Linked DNA regions of Ovis aries: region 1 is linked to region 2. The links are chromatin contacts, called in public Hi-C maps. All regions are on one chromosome and are shown on one strand. The core of a region is the stretch at or near the end of the contact, and the rest is flanking DNA. Distances in the headings are between cores, read along the strand shown. Region 1 overlaps SMG6 (SMG6 nonsense mediated mRNA decay factor). Region 2 holds the start of HIC1 (HIC ZBTB transcriptional repressor 1).

Evidence for each region. A called contact is a pair of places that touch in the nucleus more often than the background predicts.
Region 1: a Hi-C map of blood shows a contact between it and region 2, with 7 times the contacts expected there. The contact joins the enhancer-like site here to the promoter of HIC1 in region 2. A contact is called at or near these places in 14 of 16 Hi-C or Micro-C datasets (blood, hypothalamus, liver and 7 more).

Annotation. Positions count from the first base shown.
Region 1 is chr11:23,120,559-23,127,175 of ARS-UI_Ramb_v3.0, forward strand. SMG6 (SMG6 nonsense mediated mRNA decay factor) reads right to left here. Exons shown (of 19, transcript XM_015098571.4): 9 at 2,951-3,012. Among named protein-coding and RNA genes, the nearest start is that of SRR, 48 kb to the right of the region's middle. Within about 2 kb of position 3,238, at least 9 of the 54 cell types and tissues checked have an H3K27ac peak or open chromatin away from gene starts, as enhancers often do.
Region 2 is chr11:22,960,901-22,967,552 of ARS-UI_Ramb_v3.0, forward strand. It overlaps HIC1 (HIC ZBTB transcriptional repressor 1), which reads left to right and starts at 4,818. Exons shown (of 2, transcript XM_027975136.2): 1 at 4,818-4,959; 2 at 6,427-6,652. The coding sequence starts at 6,447.

The sequences.
Region 1 (6,617 bases), core at 1,988-4,487, 160 kb after region 2:
ATTCCATCAAACACTTGGAATTTCTTTTTTTGCCGGCTGCTGAGAGAAAGGAGACTGGTGTGGCACACAGTAGGCCCTCAACTACACACGGATGCAGCAGGGAGCACAGGCCCAGAGAAGACGAAGGCTGGGAGGGCCACGCTGCCGGGGCTTTTCTCAGCAGGCAGGCGGGACGGTGGCTGTGTCTTCAGCTGCTCCCCATTACAATCTCCTCACTCTTAATTCGTTTTCAACGCCTCCCACATTTCACATCTTCTTGGTAATTAGGCAGCAGTCCATGTTGCTGTGTGTGGCTTGGGCTCATTGCTTTTCTGGTCTTACAGACTTCTATAGTTTGGGGCTTTTTTTCTTTCCAATAGAAAAATTATTGCTGTTTCTCTGCCTTCCAGAATAAACATGGGGCTCAATTCTCTTTTCACCTCCAAGAGAGCACAAGAGGAATACTCACCGAGGGGCTGAAGTGCCTAGAATTTACATGCATTTTCCTCATGTGAACACTACTACAACTCAGTGTTCATGAAGGTGGAACCAGACCGGCCTTATCTTTTTGCCAACAGAGTTGGTTATATGCAGGAATGGAAGAGATCTTGAAAAATAATCTGGACCACAGGAAACCACCTCTGACAAATGAGATAATCTGCTCATTTTTCAACAGAGAAGAAAACTCCTGAACACCTTCCCTCTGTGAAATTTTCTTACATATAACCCAAACCTCTCCAGCTGCAACATAAGCCTATTTTTCTCTTGCTGTCATCCCAAAGAAATCAAAACTATTTGCTTATGACTCTAACAGTTAAACACAGTTAGGGTACCCCCAACAGCTGTCTCTAAGTAAACCTTTGGTTATCTTATTTTTTAAAGATCCATTTATCTTCTCAGAAATCATTTCTAGCTTTTTTATCATTATTGAGACTCTTTTCCAAACTTCCTCCAAAATATATCTAAACATGAGAAATTTAAAAGGGAGAAAAATAGGGTTTTAACTAATGCATAATCTGAGTTTATATACATATATAATATGTATATTATATATATATATATCCTAAACATTCCTATATTCTAGACCAAGATTTTTAACTTTTTTAGTCCCAGAAGTTTCTAACAGAGCTGAGAAATGCCTGTGGCAGTGGTTCTCAATCAGGAGCAATTCTGCACCACAGGGAACATTTGGCAATGTCTGGAGACATTTTAATCGTCACACCTGGGGTTGAGCGGAAAGGATGCTACTGGCCTGTAGTGGGTAGAAGCTTGGGATGCTGCTAAACACAGGACAGCCCCTACAATTAAGAATTATAAGGTTCAAAATATTAGTAGTACAGAGGTTGAGAAATCCTGCCTTAGAGCAAACATGGTGCATAAACATTCAAAGGGCAAACAGAGCAAGAGGAAAAATGGAGAGAAGATACTGACAGCAAAGGCAGTAAAGGACAGATTTTTTTTTTAACGAGAATTTTTAAAGAATAAAGAGATGAAGAATCACAGCACCTATTTCAAGTGTAGTACAATAGTTTTTTTCCGTTATGATGTGCTATTGTATGAAATAATATCATCTTACCCACCCTGAAACTGCAGCTTCACATTATTCACTAGTGACTGGCCTGGGTCTATGATGACCCAACAGAATTCAGGATTCCTTCTCTCCAGTCTTTTGCAATCTACCCATTTCTTGTAATGATTCACTTATTCCTACAATAACTATTTACTGAGCACCAACTACATGCCAGGCACTAGGGTTACAACAGTGTTGAGCAAAAACTCCCACCAGAGTAGAGCTGACGTGGGGGCAGGGTGGGGGGGGTGCTGCCACTGAGCTGCCTAGCTTCCTTCGCTGAGTGGATTACTTTACGCGTATTTCTGCTAGCAGACAGGCCTCTACTGGCACCGCTCCAAGTTTTCCAAGTCATTTCAAGACTACGGCCATCCTCGTCACTCTTGCCCAGGTTGATGATACGTGAGTATGTAAAAGGCACAGTTTCTAGTTCACCAACACGTTCAACAGTGTCCCTCCGAACAGGACGAAGCCTTTCAGCTTCTCCCACTAAGGAAACCTTCTAGAGCGTTAAGAGATAAACTTACAAGGTTATGACAGAAAGCGAAAGGGAAACACAACAACTGGGGCAACTGGAGTCTAAAACAAGCACCTCAAAGGGTAGTTCTCCAGAAAACCTCCAGCTCAGAACGCATTAAAATGCAGAGAAGACTTGCGGGCACCGCCACCTGTTCCTCTCCTGGAGTGACGAAGCACTCAGCACAGGGGCGCAGGCTTCACAGTCAGGAGAAACTCTGACCCACCGAAAGAACACTCGAAACGTGGCCTCTTCCCAGAGACTTAAAGCGCTAAGCGACAGGGTCTCCCACACATCACCTTCCCTGAGATTTATCTGGAAATCCATGGTGGCCAGTGAAACCACAGCCAAGTCTCAGCATTGACTGAGCTCAGCAGCATGGCGCCAGAAACTGAGCCCAGAAGGAAGGGGTATGGTTCAAAGAGGGAGAAACTGTCGGAGGAAAAAAAAATCACTGTCCACTCTTTTTCCCTTCTCCTTAAGGGGAAGTGAGTAGATAGTATTTTCCCCCAAGGAGGACCCCTGGCAGCTGCACCCTGGGACTGAGCATGACTTCCTTGAGGAGCTCACTAGGGGCTGAGCCGGAAGGCAGAGGAAAGAGAAACCCAGAGGGATAAGGGGTGGGGGGTGGGAAAAGACTGTAGTTAAAAGGGGGTTTTAACAAAGGTAGGGAAAGGGGAGTGGGGGGGGGGGGAGAGAGTAACATTTCCCAAACTTCATGAGCACAGGAGGAGAGTGAGTGGAGGGAAGGGGAGGGAAGGTGGAGGCCCCTAAGAATTCACACCCTGTGCCCTCAGTTACAAACACAGTCTAGTTGCTAACAATATTAAATTCCAAAATGACTTGTAATGTAGGAAAATAAAATAAACATCCTGCACACTTACCCAATCCGGGTAAACAGCTTCCCATGGGCATGGAGAAAACTGAGGATGAACCTTTTGTTCAGCTGCATGGGAAAAAGAGAGAGGAGAAAACAATTAAACTTTCCCCAGTTTCCTGTTACTGAACAGAGTCCCTAGTGACACAATAACCTGGCCAGGGTCTAAGGGGTGGGCACTAGGGATGGGAACCAAATGAACATGCCCAAACTCTCACACAGACCCAGAGCCCATGCCCAACAGCTGCTGCTCAGCTGAGCCAAGAGGACAGCAGGCTCAGTGAGGAGACAGCACCCCCTGCTGGCAGCAGTGCCTGAGTGCACAGGGCGAAGCTCAGTACCAGCCAAGCTGCACAGAAAGTGAGATGCCTCTCGCCCTCTGCCATCTACAAGTCACTCTGGCCTCATACAATGAAAATGAAACAGCGACAAGGGCAAGACAGGAATAACGATGATCCTGCATAAGTCCATGCTCTTACTTACGAGCTGTTTTTCTACCTACCCCAAAAGCAAAATTCTTCTTTGGAAACCAAGGGTAAGGAAAGCCACCACTAACTAGCTCACCAAATTGTACTTCTCTGGCTTTTAAAACCAAAGTTAAAATCTTTCTCTTTTTTCTTCTTTTAAATAAAAACTGAGTGCTGGTTTTTTATGTGAAATCCTCTGGCTTTTAAATGTTAGCTACTAACAACAACAACAAAAATTTAAATATTAGGCAAGCCAAAAACATACATTTGCCAGCCATATCTGGCTCACATCCATAAGTCACCAAATTTGCAACCTCAATTCAAGGTTCTAGAAAATCTACTTCTATCAAAAACTAGGAGAGAGACTCTTCTGAGCAAAACAAGGGAGGGAAAAAAACTTCAAAGACAGTAGGAGTAATCTCAAAATCAAACCCTATCATCCTCCCTGGTCTCCTGGAAGAAATGTGCTCAGGGCCTTGTAGCCAGACACGAAGAAGGATCAAGAATCCCTCAAGAGTGGGTGCTTAGGACAAGGAACGGTCCAGCACCCTGGATGCTCTGCCCAAAAGGCTCATACTCTTGCAAAAAAGAAAACCAATCAAATTGTGGCAGTGCCACCAATTTCACACGGAAACTGAATGTGAGGAAAGGAGGGCATTCTCACCTCACCAGCGACTTCAACCACAAACTGCACGTAATCTTCAGTCTTTCAGCCTTTATTTTTGCTTAAACGAATTACATTTAATCAGCAACACCAGATCAAACACTGAATTCTGGAGTTAAAAAGGATACTTTACGGAAGGTAACCTGTCTCTATAGAGAGGCGAGTCAGGACTGGGGGGACACTGGGTTCCATGAACAGAAGGGAAAGATGAGGACCTGCTGCAAAACGAATGGTCAATGGTTCTGCCATGATTAGCGGCAAGGCCTGGGCTAGAATGCAAAGGAAGGTAGTGGAAACCCACCCCTCAAACCTCTGCCACTTACCTGCCTCGGGGTCTCAGGCAACAGATGTAACCTCCCTAAGTTTCCCCTTTTACACGATTGAGATACAACAAGTAGAACCTCCCAAAGATTTCTCTTCTACACAACAGAGATAACAGTGCCTCCCATGCGCAGCATGCTGTAAACACTCAACTGTCAGCCAAACATCCTCTCCCGATGAGCAAGTGGTAAAATGTTAATAACTGGGGAAACCAGGTGAAGCATATACAGGAGTTCTTTGTATTATTCTTATAGCTTTTCCATGGGTATAAAATTATTTCAAAACAAAAAGATAAAAATACATATTTCTCTATTCCTGTTTTAACTCAACTGTCCCTTTTTCCAGCTGTCAATCATAAACTGGTTAACTCATCCATAACCACTTATATTTATACATACAAGGTCATTAGATAAACAGTATTAACCCATCTCATTCAAGCCAGTTATGATCCCCCAGCCGCAACACAGCTCAAAAACTGAAGCAACTTAAACCAGTACATGGCAGAGTTAGAACCTGAACCCAGGTCTTCGGACTTCAAAACAGTTCTCCTCCCCTTCAACTGCCGTCTGTCTCAGGAAGAGAACTGGTGAGCTTATTCATGGAGGGCTGATGAGGGAAGAAGAACTGAAAGAGTAGTTCAGTTTTATCTTCAAATTTTCCTTACTGATTAGGCAGGAAACATACTGCGTGACCCACAACGCCTCCTGCAATAGAATGAGGGCACCACGGGGTCTTTCAATACTGTGATTCTAGCTACGTATTTCCCAAAGACCTCACCCTCAGGGTAGCAGATGACTCCGACTTAATTACCTGAGTTCACACCTGCCATTAGTGTATTTTAACTGTATCCAGTAGAAAGCGGATTTCAATGCATTGTTTCTCAACTAGTGATAGTGAAGGGAATCTTAGCAAACTCAAACTACACACACATTCTCTCTGACCTTGGTTAATGAGAACCACTGCTTTATTTTTAGTCTGAAAGTACCTGCTACCCTAAATATAGTTTCTCTCTATTTGTCACCAACATTCTGAGCAGGAAAGGAGCTAAAATGTAGATACATTCTAGAGAGAGGTAAAGCATGCTATTCTGAGGAAGTAGATTTGTTACACGTTGATTAAAATGGGACTAAGCCTCATCGAAGATATCAACACGAAGTCAGCAAGTGCTGAGGCAGAACTTTAGGACAACTTAACTGACACCAAGTCCACAGGAAGGAAGGTCTCAGTCTGAGCTTCCTCTCTCTCCAACACATCACCCTGGACTGGCCTCACGTTTTGAACTTCTTGACTCTTAACAGGGCACTCGGATGGTCTCCTAGGTGGAGAAAGAACCATTTCTCCTCGTATGGTGAGACTATCCGCCTCCAGATCTTCCTTGTGCAATTATATACTGTTCACCAGAAACCAAAAATGCTTCTTGGGTGTAGCCCTGAGAGAAGGCGTTAGCATTATTAAAGGGTGCCTGGCTCTTTGGTTCAAAGTCCAAAACCCACTCACTGTGGACACCTGAGTCTTCTATAACATCTAAAAGCAATGACCCAAAGAGAAACTAATCGTGGGTAGGACACTCACAGTAAAGTCTACCCGGCCATTAACTATAGGATTATGAGTTAAAATGGCTTGGGTTGTTCTTAAACTGTAAAATGGAATTTCTACCACTGATATCACCTAACTCAGAGCTAAAAGGATAAAATGAAATAATACAAATTAAAGCATTCTGAGGAGTTAATGTTTTATGCCTGCCCTGGTTATCAGCACTCAGAACTGCCTGAGTGCTCTGCAGAGCAAGGAAGGAGAAAGAAGCTGCTGAGAGGCAGCGAGGTATCACCAGAGGAGAGGACTCTGAAATATGCCCAATTTCAATTCCAGAGAGCTGGTCCTCCTTCGAAAGAGCTGTATGGAAAACTGAATATCTGAAAAGTGAATCATTTTAAGGACAGTAGGAGAAAACTTGATATTAAGAGGAACGCCAGCATGCATCTTTAAAGGGTTTGGGGAAATACAAACTACACTCTCTAATTTATTCATCTGGAATGCCTCTACTTTTATACACCAAGTATTAAAAAAAAAACTTTGTTGTGTTTTAAAAGGGGGCTCTATACCCTTCGATATGACACAACATGGGTGAAGGCCAAGTTTCAACAGTACCTATTAGAAATAGTCAAGGACTCTCAGAGCCTGCCATCAAAGCCCAGTCATCACCTCCGTAAAGTGCTGAGATT
Region 2 (6,652 bases), core at 3,568-6,067:
GGCTCCGGAGTAGCCCGCCTCCCTGTGCGGCACCTCCCGCCACCCCCGCAGACACATGGGCTCTCGACTCGCCGCCTCCGCTTCCTCCTGTTCTGAGTCTCCCCCATCCCGCCCGGCGGTGCGCTGCGGGGCGCGGCGCGTGGGCGTGCTGCGGGGCGACCATGGCTGTAGACTGTTACCTCCGGTTCCCACAGTAACAATCGAAAGCCACGGTTGCCCTGGAGACGCGGGGGCGGGGCGCGCGCTGCTGACGGCACCACGGCAGCTCGGGTTGGGCTGACGTCAGGACCGCGGGGTGGGGGGACGGTGGGGGACGGCGGTGGTGCGGGCGGGGGCCGGTGCTCGCTGCAGGGACGGGGCTCTGGGCTCTTGGCTCTGCGAAGTGCGTGTGGGCCGGCAGCCCCTCAGTAGCCCCTGGGGACCGGTGACGGGACGGCCCAATGGCGGTGCCCGCGCTGGATCAGCACCGCGGACAGCGGCGGCGCGGGCAGCGAGCGTGGGGCTGAGGGATCTTCGGGGACCGAGGGGCCGGGGGCGCGGCAGGTGGCCGGGTCCGCGGTCCTGAGGCGGGGCCAGGCGTCGGTGGCCGTGACTGGAGACTGTTACTGAGGGCGGCCCGGGCAGTAAGCAGTCTAGAGCCAAGGTGCCGGCGCGCTGCCCGGGCAGGATGGCTCCGTCGCCCACAGCTGGGGGCGCTGCTGCTCTTCCTGCCCCGCGTCTCCAACCCTTCTCGGCCCCGGCGCTTGCGGACAGGCACGCGGCCCTTGACGTCAAAACACTGTGACGTCAAAGATGTCCCTGCGGAGAGGCACTTCCGGCTGCGGGGAGCGGGGAGGGGCGGGTGATGGGGGCGGGGCGGGGCAGTCAGGCCGAGGCCCCGCCCCCGCCTGGTCCTGAGAGGACAGCTCCTCATGCAGAGGCGGGAAGTTGGGGGCGCTGAGGGACCAGCTCGACGGGACGGGGAGGGGGCGCCCCGGCTGAATGAGGGGAGGGATCCCGAGGAAGCTGCGGCAGGGGGGCGGGTAGGTGGGCGTCTGTCTCTCGCCGGCGCCCCAGCTCAGCAGACCGGGGGCAGCGAGGCTGAGTCACCACTCTGCGGGGAGGAGAGGAAGGGGCGCGTCTCCTGGGGCTCCAGCACCTTGGTCCCACTTTCTTGGGAGGATGGCGCAGGAGCCTCAGGAAAAGCCGCAGGGACTCTGGTCGGTCCTCTGATCGATGCTCCTCCGAAGTGGTTGCGTCTCCATCCGGGCGCAGGCAGGTGCTGCTCGGGGTTCTGCGTACGCCTCTGGCTCCAGCTCCAGCAGTTGCGAGGGTACCCTCGTCCCCTCCACCCTGTCCCCAACCCCACCCCTTTGGGGCCCCTCTAACCTGCCTCCTGTGGGTCTCCTCCTTGCCTTCCAGTCCATGTCCGTGCATCGTCCATCTGTCGCCCATTGGTCGGTCGGTCCCGCTTACCTGTCGGCTGTGTTGCGCCCGCGCCCGCTCGCCTCCCGCAGCCCGGCTGGCGCGGCGGCTTTTATAGGCGCGCGTAGTACTCGTGCGGCGGCTCATTCATGCGGCCGCGGCTCCTACACACTGACGCGTTGCAGACGTCAGCAGGGAATTTAGGAAACGGGAAGAGGGGCTATTTATAGTGGCGAGGCGGGGGGGTGGGGGGGGGCGGGGTGGTGGGGACTGAGGCGATGAGGAGCTGGGAAGGGAAGGAGGGCGCACGGAAGCAGGAACGGGGAGGGGAGCTCGCGCCCCCCGTACGGGTCTACAAGGGGTTAACTTTCCGGAACTGCGGGCTAGGGGCCAGGGAGAGGACAGTGCAGGGAGTGTGGCCAGGCCCATTATAAATGTATTCACTCTGGGACATCTGGGAGCTCAACCCCAGCCCACCACCCGGCTTTCCAGGGTCCTCACCCAGTAGCCCCTACTCCCACTCCTCAGTTCCTGGACCCGATGGCTCTGTGACATCACTGGATGCCCCGCGGTGGTGGCGTTATACCCCTCAAGGCTATTGCGGTGTCCTCACCCTTGGGCGAGGAGGGGGGAGAAAAAGCTGGACCCCCGGAGGAGCCTCTGACATCACCTAAAACGGTGGTGTCAGGGACATGAGGGGAGGAGGGGGATTCCAGGGGGTTGTAGGAAGAGGCTGCGCATGGCCTCAATGGGAATCCAGGAGCTGGAGACCCAAGGGAAGGGAGAAAAGTTGAGGAGAGTGGCTTGGACTCCCCAGAAATGAGCAAGAGGGTGCTCTATGGGGGAGGTGGGAGAGAGGTGGGAGGAGAAGGGAGAGAAAGGAGCCTCAGTGAGTGGAAGGGAGGAAGACCAGACCACAGTTTCAGAGCCTGACTCCCAGCAAACCTCATTTAAGACCCATCTGTGGAAGGAGGGACATTGACAGCTCAGCAGAGAAGAGTCTGGGGGGAGGGTAGCTGGGCTGACAACCATTCCTGTAGGAGTAAGAGTTCCTGTAGGTCAGAATTGGTAAGAAGAGTCCATGCTATATTAGGCGAAGTTCTCCTGGACAGGAGTAGGGAAATGAATGAATGAATGGTCCTGGCCAAGCCTAGCTCAATCAATTGAAGAAAGTTCTAAACGAGGGAGGGGAGTGTGTTCAGAGACAGGAGCTGGGTTAGGGTGGAGAGAGGAGAATGCCAGGCCAGGTGGAACTAGGGAGGGAGGGAAAGGTCAAAGATTAAAGGCAGCTAGGCTGGGGGCAGGTATGTCAGACCCTTCCATGCAGACGTAAGGACAGTATGAGGGTAGGGACTGGGGGAGCAGGAATCTGGGGAGATTGTTAAAGAAAAAAAACTGGCACCGGGGACCCTGGGGTGGGCCTACAGTGGACAGACACCACTGCACAGAGACCGGGCTGATTGGATCCTTGTGGGGCTAGGATGTGGCCTCATCATGGGGAGAAAAGATTACAGCAGAAATGGGGTCAAAGAGGTCCTGCATACCCTTTGCCATCTGGCCACCTAGAGTTCTCTATTTTTGGCCTCCAGCCTTTGTCCTACTAGTTCTCTTCCCCAGGAATGTCTTCCTGCCTGAGGGAGAACTCCTATTCATCCATCAAAGCCCAGATGTAAGAGCACTTCACAGGAGTCTTCCTGCCTCCCTGCCCAGTACTCTATACACTTTTCCACCTCAGTGTGGCAGCACATCTCTCTGCCAAGATGTCGATGGATGTCCACCTCCCCCTGGAGGCTCTCAGCTCCGGACCCCACCATTTTCATTCTTGGAACCTATTTCCCTAGTGAGCACCCTAGGGCGGGGGTTAGGGAGACGGAAAAGAGGACTGTGATCAGATGCACCCAGAACACAGAGTGGAAAGAGGGTAAAGACTCGGGACGCAATGGGTGTCAGAAGAACCCGTGGGGACCAGGAGCCGCCTTCTGACTGTTGAGGAAAGGGAGCCTCTGGGGGGCGCCCGAGACCTTGGTGTCTGGGACCGCGGGTGGCCGCTCCGGCGGCCCCTCAATGAATGACTCAGCCACTACCTCTGGCGGGGGTATGGGGGCGGAGGATGGCGCGGAGCCGGGGGGAGATTGGTGAACGCGGCCCCCACGGCCCAGCGGCCCTGCGCGGTTGCTAAGCTTTCCAAGGCCTCGGAGAGACGCGATCTGGGCGAACCTCATCGGTTACCATGGTAACTCTGCGCCCCAGCCTCTCGCGCTCGGCGGCTGAGGGAGGCGCAGCCAATCAAAAGCTGCAGGCGTTCTTGGGGACCCACTCCTACCCACCACGTGTGGGCGGGGGTCAGGAGGTGCGGGGAAGAGGCGGAGCGTGGGCTGCGGAGGCCCACTCAGCCGCTCAGGCGCTGGCTGCCGGCCTGATGTGCTGGGGCGGCGCGGGGACACTTCCGGAGTTAGCTGTGCAAGCGCCCTCGCTCCAGCGCCTGGTCTCCTCCCTCCTAGAGGGGGCGTCACCTGAAAGAACTGGACCTTCACGTGGGGTGCAGGACCTTGCGGGGGATCCCGGGCTGCAGGCCCTCCTGTGACTTTTCTCTCGAGGAGGTCGCTCAAGCTGGTCGTCCCTCAACACAGCTCACACGGGAAATCTGGGGGCTTGGGTCGCTTCTGTGGGACCCCCAAGAGGCTCTGTCCAGCCATTTCCAGTCACCTTTCCTGGGTTCCATGTAGAGGCCTGCAAGTTCAGGGTGGGGTTTTGGGTACCACCTCTGCCCAGGTCATGGAGGGCTCTATATGGCAGTACCCTGAGTATGACAGAAAGCCGGTTCTTGGACTCCAGAAGGGACAGGTGTGCGTCTGCAAACATGCACGCTCACGGGTGTCAATGCATGGAGAGGGTCTGGGTGCAAACGGGTCTATTCTGTGCATACCTATCCCACGTGGCTGAGTGAGGTTGGGTGTATTGGGGGGCCGGTGTACAAATGGAGAGTGCCATCCAGGGATATCTAATGAGAGACCCTTAAGAGCTTGTCTATCTTCTTCCTTAGGATTTCGGAAGCCTCCTCCCTTCCACTGCCCCTTCCTTGAAGGCCGGACTTATCTGAATTGGGACAATGTCAGAATTTAGAAATATGTACACAGGAACATTCAGCTCAAAACCCCGGTTTTTGTGGGGCTCGAAGGTCCGGGGCTGGGGCCTCCAGGTGGACACATCTGGAAGGCTGAATCTGAGAACGGGCCCCACTCCTGGGTCCACTTCGGCATCTGCGAGCCTCCCTCCATCTCAGGTGCGCAGGAAGGAGGCCGTGGCTGTGCCGCGCAAAGTACCGCACGGCCGCGAGGTGGCGCCATAGCTGCAGCAGCGCCCGCCGGCCCGGGCCGCTCCAGATAAGAGTGTGCGGAAAGCGCGGCGGGGCTGAGACGCGACCAGGACGCGGGGAGGACGGACCAGCAGGACAGACCGACCGGGGGCCCGGCGGGCGGAGGGCAGCGCAGCGCAGCCACGTCCCCCCCTGGATCCGCCGGCAGCCGGGCCCGGGGCTTCCGACATGCCCCCCAGGTGGGTCCTAGGGCTGGGGACGGGGGAGGGACAGGGGACCCGAACAGCCCGGTCCTCGCGCGCTGGCCGCCTGGGGCGCATCCTCCGGCGCTGGCGCCCCCAACGCGGCTGGCGTTCAGGGCTCCGGGTGTCACCCCTAGAGGACTCAGGACCGCCGGGCCGCTGCTCTGCGCCGGGTTCACGGCGGGGTCAGCGGCCCGGGGCCGGCTCTGCCCGCACATGGGCTGGAGAGGCGAGGGGAAGGGAAGGGGAGCTGGCGGGCGGGGCTGGCAGGGGCGCTGCCCTGGCACAGCGCGGCGCCTGGCAGCGGGGCGGGTGGGGCGCCGACTAGGAGCTGCCACCGCCGCGGGGAGGGAAGCCCGGCCAGGCTGCGGCCGCAGGTAACGGGCCGCGCGCGAGGCCCTGGGGACTAGGCAGCGAATGGGGTCGGGCGGGCGAGCGGACGGCCGGGGTGCTCAGGGCTCGGTTCAGGCCCGGCGGCCGCTTGGCAGCCGAAATTGGGGGCCGAGAGGAAAAGCTGGGAGCCGAGGGACTGGGGCTGGCGCGCTCCTCCCGGCCTGTCTGAAGTTGGGAAACTTTTCCCCAAGTTTGGGGCGGCGGAGTTCCCGTGGAGAAGGGGCCGAGGGGAGCCGGGGAGGGAGGCGCCGGGCCCGCGAATGCAGAGCGGAGGCCGAGGCCGGGGCCGGGACGCGGGTGGGGCGCAGGCCAGGGTCAGGGCCGCAGCCGGCTGTATGCCGTGCCCGCCCGGGGCGCTGCCCCCTCCCTCCCCTGGGAGCTGCGTGGCTCCCCCCTCCCCCCCACCTGCTTCCTGCCTCAGCCTCCTGCCCCGATATAACGCCCTCCCCGCGCCGGGCCGGCCTTCGTGCTCTGCCCGCCACGGCAGCCGCTGCCTCCGCTTCCCGCGCCACAGCCGCCGCCCGGGGCCCCAACCGAGGGTCTGACAGCCCCCGGCCAGGGCGGCGGCACGGCGGGCACCGCATTGCCCTCCTCCGGACCTCTTCCCCCAACTGGGGCAACTTCTCTGGAGGCGGGAGGCGCTTTTTCACTCGGCTCCCTTGTATCCCACTTGGGCAAACTTCTCAGCCCTGAATGACTTTTCCTGAAGCGGACATTTTCCTCAAATCGGGTAACTGTTTCCACAAGGGTCGCTTCGCCGGAACAGTTTTCTCCTCGGAAGCCCCCAGAACCCAGGCAGAGTGCCCGGCTGCATCCGGGCCTGGGGGTGCCGGCCAGCCTGGCCTCCTCTCTGCCGGCTGGTCTCGGCTCCTTCTTCTGGTCTAGGCCGGCCGGCCCAGGCGCCCACTCTTGGAGGCCGCGGATTCTCCGCCAGTGCCCAGGCCGCCGTGCTCTATGCCCCTGCCCCTGCCCAGCTGAGGGGAAGGGGAAGTGCAGGGGAGAAGCGCTGGGCTGGGGGCAGGCAGCCAGCGCTCGGTGCGGCTCTGACCCCGCCGGTGTGTGTCCCCGCAGGAGAGTGTGCTGGGCAGACGATGCTGGACACGATGGAGGCGCCCGGCCACTCCAGGCAGCTGCTGCTGCAGCTCAACAACCAGCGCACCAAGGGCTTCTTGTGCGACGTGATCATCGTGGTGCAGAACGCCCTCTTCCGCGCGCACAAGAACGTGCTGGCGGCCAGCAGCGCCTACCTCAAGTCCCTGGTGGTGCACGACAACCTGCTCAACCTGGACCATGACAT